2 separate regions of the Gossypium hirsutum genome follow, and region 2 is linked to region 1. A link is a contact called in public Hi-C data. All regions are on one chromosome and are shown on one strand. Each heading gives the region's core, a stretch centred on a gene start, on an enhancer-like site or on the middle of the called end of the contact. The rest is flanking DNA. Distances are from core to core; before and after follow the strand shown. Region 1 holds the start of LOC107904147 (pleckstrin homology domain-containing protein 1). Region 2 holds the start of LOC107904058 (ferritin-3, chloroplastic-like).

What was found. A called contact is a pair of places that touch in the nucleus more often than the background predicts.
Region 2: a contact with region 1 is called in a Hi-C map of leaf, with 4 times the contacts expected there. The contact joins the promoter of LOC107904058 here to the promoter of LOC107904147 in region 1. A contact is called at or near these places in 2 of 34 Hi-C or Micro-C datasets (both in leaf).

The regions. Positions count from the first base shown.
Region 1 is chrD05:34,605,146-34,607,991 of Gossypium_hirsutum_v2.1, forward strand. LOC107904147 (pleckstrin homology domain-containing protein 1) reads right to left here and starts at 1,415. Exons shown (of 2, transcript XM_041092900.1): 1 at 885-1,415; 2 at 216-419. The coding sequence starts at 1,270. The coding sequence ends at 410. It overlaps LOC107904146 (anthranilate synthase alpha subunit 1, chloroplastic), which reads left to right. Exons shown (of 11, transcript XM_016830419.2): 11 at 116-681. The coding sequence ends at 439.
Region 2 is chrD05:34,917,270-34,920,188 of Gossypium_hirsutum_v2.1, forward strand. It overlaps LOC107904058 (ferritin-3, chloroplastic-like), which reads right to left and starts at 1,598. Exons shown (of 8, transcript NM_001326931.1): 1 at 1,297-1,598; 2 at 1,122-1,205; 3 at 973-1,033; 4 at 605-692; 5 at 207-268. The coding sequence starts at 1,598.

The DNA.
Region 1 (2,846 bases), core at 165-2,664:
AGCCCGGACAGCTTACGAGTCAAAGCAGCATTGCATATCACTGACAGTCTACTTAATCTAGGAAGTAATTCCCCTCTCCCCTCTAGGTTTTGATGAAGTTGAGATATTGGTATAGGTGAAGGCGATGGAGCTAATCGATGAGTTAGAGGTGTCAAGACGAGGTCCTTATAGCGGAGGATTTGGGGGCATTTCCTTCACTGGGGATATGGATATTGCGTTGGCTCTCAGGACCATGGTATTCCCTACAGGTAGCCGCTATGACACAATGTACTCATACAAAGGTTCCAGCAGACGCCAAGAATGGGTAGCTTATCTTCAAGCCGGCGCTGGTGTAGTTGCAGACAGTGATCCTGATGCCGAGCACCTCGAATGTCAAAACAAAGCTGCTGGCCTTGCTCGTTCCATTGACCTAGCGGAGGCTGCATTCGTTCATAAATGACATGCAAACTTTTATTCACCACAGCAGTTGTTAGCTAAACATGATCAGCTCAAGTTTTCTTTCGGTTATTTGGAACAACAGTATGAAAATATACTTCAGCCTCATCTGGGAAGCTAGGGAAAAAGAAGAAATACCAAAGGTAGATAATCTAAATTTTATGTCGGTTATGTAAGAAAATTATCTTCCATAAGAATTACGGATAAATTTCCGAAATTTGTCTAAACTAAAATTATCAAAATCAATCATCCTGTCTAAACTAAAATCAAACAAGCAAATATTTTGAATTTTAATATATATACATATAAAAGAATAAGCAAACAATTACCAATCTGATCATTGCCAAAAAAAGTAAAATATACAAACAACAGAATTATGATAGATCTGAGTGACTGTGGATGATCAACGCATGTTATCATAATAAACTATCTCGGAATCCGTAACGGACCTGGAGTGCTGAACTATGGAGCGTCCGATGGAGTTGATCCAATCCTCCTTTTCTTTCTCCGCATCGGCAATTAAGTACATGGTCTCCTCCCTCGTCGAAAGCTCAAAAGCGTACTGCTTGTTCAAGATATCTTCGGCTCCCTTCACGGTTAAACAGGTAGCAACTGGGATCACACCACGCGGGCGAGAGGCGCGTGTGATTGATGATTCCTTGAACCAGAACAGCCTCCCTTGTTTCAACACGAACCAGCGGCGACGCCAGGTTTTTATGTACTCACCTTGTTTAGCTAACCAGCCGGTTCGTTCGGGATTCGACCAGAATTGAACACCGTCGTAGTCGTTCGGTTTCTCCGTCAGCGCCGTCGCTGCTCGCCATAGGCTTGCCATAGCTGTGATTCGAGACGTCGAAGGAATGGAAGAGTGTTGAGAGAGAGAGAGAGCAAGAAGAGTGTATCAATCTCATTTGATTTATTTATTGAGGAGTAGTTCATTTATTCCTTCTCTCTGGATTTGGTTTAACTAAAATTTTGCTATTACAAATTCTACTTAGTGGTTGTATTTTAGTTATATTTTTTAAATCCATTAGTTTCTAATAGAAATTTTTTAATTAATAATCAAAGCATTTTAAATCATAATTAACGACAATTAATATGTTTAGAATTTTGGACAATTTATACAAAAAAGCCCTTTTTTTTAATTACTGAAATGGGCCCGGTATTTAATTATTTACCGGAATGGGCTATTTTCCGGCAAATCGCGTCCACGTCAGCGCGATGTCAAGGGACGCGCCAGCAAGTCGCGGCCACGTCAGCGCGCTTTGCTGACATTGCAACAAATCGAGCCCTCCAGGACACGATTTGCTGCCACGCCAGCAAAGCGCGCTGACGTGGCCGCGACTTGCCCCGCGCGTGAACAGTGCAACGGTCAAAAATTTGACCGTTGTCCCCCCCAACGGTAAAAAAAAAACACTATAAATACCCCCACCTTTTTTTTTTCACAAACTAATCCTCTCTCAAATTTCCTCTCAATTTGCTCTCAAATTCCTTCCAAATTTCTCTCAAATCCATATTTAATCTCAATTTGCTCTCAAGTTCTTCTTAAATTTCTCTTAACTCCTTTTTTTAAATAATTTTAATTTTTTTTAAAATTTTTTTGAACCGTAAAAATTTCTAAATTTCTCTTAAATTTTTTTAAATAATTTTAAAAATTTTGTTTTAAATGACCAGAGAATTGACTCGTCTTGATAAGCATCACATACCGGTGGAACAAATGAAAATGGTAAGTGTTAAATTTAATTTCTAAATATTATTTAAGAATTTTTTATTTATGCATTTTTAGATAATTATTAATTTATTATTTGTTATAAAAGTCTGTAGATCGGGTCTTAGAATGCAATATCCGGAATATACATGGTCCTTCATCACCGTTGGTAGAGAACTACCTGCGGGAAGCGGATTTTTGGCACGTGGCGACGATAGGCCGAGGATGCAAGGTGGACTCGAAACTAATCAGTGCGTTGATCGAGAGGTGGAGACCCGAGAAGCACACATTCCATCTTCCATGTGGAGAGTGCACTATCACTCTAGAAGATGTCAGTCTGCAATTGGGATTGCCGGTGGATGGGTACCCAGTCACCGGGTCTGCCCAATCTAGCGATTGGGGGGGTGTGCTACGAGCTTTTGGGCGCTATTCCGGAGAAAATGGAGGGAGGTAAGATCGAGATGGGCTAGTTACGTGACACATTCCTTGATCCGGATGAAGATTCAACCGAAATTGAAAGAATCCGATATGCTCGGGCATACATTCTTCAATTAATTGGAGGTTATCTGATGCCCGACACGTCACGGAGCCACGTACATCTAAGATGGCTGCTGAACTCATTGATTTTAGAGGAGCTGGTGAATTGAGTTGAGGGTCTGCCGTCTTGGCAACGTTATATCGAGAGATGTGCGGGGCAACGCGA
Region 2 (2,919 bases), core at 348-2,847, 310 kb after region 1:
CAAAACTGTTTACCATCATTTTAGAAACATGCAAAATGTAAAAGCAACAGTCTGTTAAACAACGTTTTTGCCCAATAATTTCGTAAACCTAACTAATGAGACCCTAGACCCTATTAATATGTTTAAATCAAAATTCATAAGTCCAAATAGAAAACAGGACAAAATAATTTACATCTATGTATATATATAGACAGAGAGAGTCTCACATTACGTAGGTTAAAGAGCTTTTCACTTGTTAGTTTCTCCAGGGACAAGGCAAGCTCCATTGCTGAACCAAAGAATTAGATACAATTAGCTTCAATCACATATACCATGCTAATTTGACTAATATGACATTGTCATGCAGTACAATTCAGCATGAAGAAAGACAACGGGGTGATTAATGAACAAAATTCAAAATACTTCAAGTGAATGTTCAAGAAATATCTCTTCCCACCAACCATACAAATTTACAAACGTACTCCCATGGTTACTATATATCTCATTGTATTGTTACACGTGGATATGTAGTATCTGAAGGTAGAAAAAGAAGGCAACCAAATAAGAAATGAAAGCACTGTTTACCAAACCAAACACAAACCTAGCTTTGGTAATATCAACTTACCGTATAATGCATCTCCTTTCTCTGCATGATCAAACTCAGAGAGGGGCATCACTATGGACTGCAGCTTCACTTTTCCACCTCGTTTGTTCTGATAACAATAGAAAGACAAAAAAAAAAACCCAATTTGGGAAACAATGACATAAACAAAAGAATAGCAAAAAGTAAGCAAAAACAAAAAATAAATAAAAACGGAAAACCCTTTCATGACAGTTTTCTTATAATCCAAAATAGAAAATTTCTAAATAAATTGTAACTCTAATTTTTTTTATCGAGGTACATAAATAGAATACATAATTAGGATGATGATGATACATACAATTTCAAAAGTAAAATCACATACTGTGATCTAAGCAAAATGAATAGAAAACCTGGTATTCCATAAATTTCTCAGCATGTTCTCTCTCTTCTAAACTCGATTCCTTGAAGAACCTATTACGAGGAAGGCTGATGTCAGCTTAACACCGAAAAGGGGAGCTAAAAGGGCTCAGCAAAATCAAGAATTTTCAACAAGAATTACTTGGCAAGACCCTTGAGTGCAACGTTGTCCCTATCGAAGTAAGCAAACATAGCATGATACACATAGGAAACATTGTATTCGACACTGCCAAATGCACCAGACATTAGTAAATATCGACACGATCACGAAATCATTCAGAATTCATTCTTAAAAATCTAAAAAGAAAAGATCCCACTTGATTTGTTCGTTGATGGAAGCTTCACAGTCATCAGTAAACTTTTGGCGAGCCAGAGAAAGTTGAGGCACGGAGGGGACAAGATCAAGTTCCTTTTTCACTTCCACAAAGGGCTGGAAAACAACACCACTTAGTGGCTTGTGGTTGGCTCCTTTGGCTGCACAAACTACAAGAGACCCAGGTCCATTTCTTAGAGAAGATAGCTGATGATTAATCGAAGAAGAAAAAGAGGAAAACAGGGCACCCTGATTTTCCAGTTGAGGATTTAACGAAGAAAAAGTTGGAACAGCTTTCAGCAACATGGCGCAAAAAAGAAGAAAAAGAAACCCAAGCTTTTGATGAAAAGGAAAAAAAGGAAAACAGAGTTTTTCAAATGCAAACAGCGGAAGAAGCAGCAGAAAGGAAAGAGAGGTGAGATCAGGAAAGCAAAGGAAAAGCGTGAGAGAGGGATGGGATGAAACGTGGAGGGTGAAGATGAGGACGTGGAGGGAAGGGAGCGTGGCAGGCAGGCAGGCGGGCAGGTTCGTCACTCGAGGTTGATTTGGAGTTATCTTTGTTTACTGTGAAATAGTTCACAGGGAATTTCGTATTTGTGATCCTGGAAAGCCACCTTTCCTTTATAATTATTGCAGCAATCTTCTTTTAATCTCAGAGTCTTCCTTGTTTAGTCCCTAGTCTATCTCTACTTTGAGAATAGTTAAAACGTTTTCTATAAGTCTTTTTTGTCTGTTCTGTACTTTAAGAGTCTTTTTTGTCTGTTCTATAGGAGTCTATAATACTTTATGGATTATCTTAGAAGTCATGATGGATAGAGCTAAAAAAATTTAAAAAAAAAAAAGTTAGGGAATGGACAATTATTTATAAAAAATTTAATAAAGAAAAAGTATCTAATTAAAGATTTTTGAATATATCTGTTCAAGCACTATCTTATCCTAATTAAGGATATTAAAATCTTTACTCAGAGCTGAAATATTATTTTCATTTTTAGAGTCGATATGCATAGTATGACTGCAAATTTTATCTTTATATAAACAATTTGTTTCTTCTATAAAATTTATCTTTGGTACCTAAAACCTTCTGTTATCTTTTACGTCTTTTCTCTCAAAGGCCTAAAACCTTCTCTCAAAGGCCTAAAGTCTCACTCAGACATAAGCAGGCAATAGAAAGACGAAATAACAGATATATGGTTTTAAAATAAATATCCATGAAATAATCTGAGTTGTAAATAAAAGATAAAGACTTACAATGAATACTACGATATTATTTCTCCAAAAATCGTTACTCAAACGCTCTGATACCAATTACAGGAAGTGTTAGGAAAATACTGAAGACTATTAGAAATTTATATAGAGATTGAATTACTAAAATCTATTTTATATAGAGATTGGGATGAGATTGAATAAGAATATATGGATATTAAGGAGATAAACAATCTTCTTGATATATTTCGGTATTTTATTAATAAAGGGAAAAATATTCCCATTGTGAATAAAGTATTTAGACTATGTTTATATAGTAAAGCTAGACAAATATTACCACTAGAAATTTTTATAAAAATAAATGAAGCTATTTGCAAACAACAAGCTCAATTTCAAAAAGATTTACTATTATATAATTATCAGA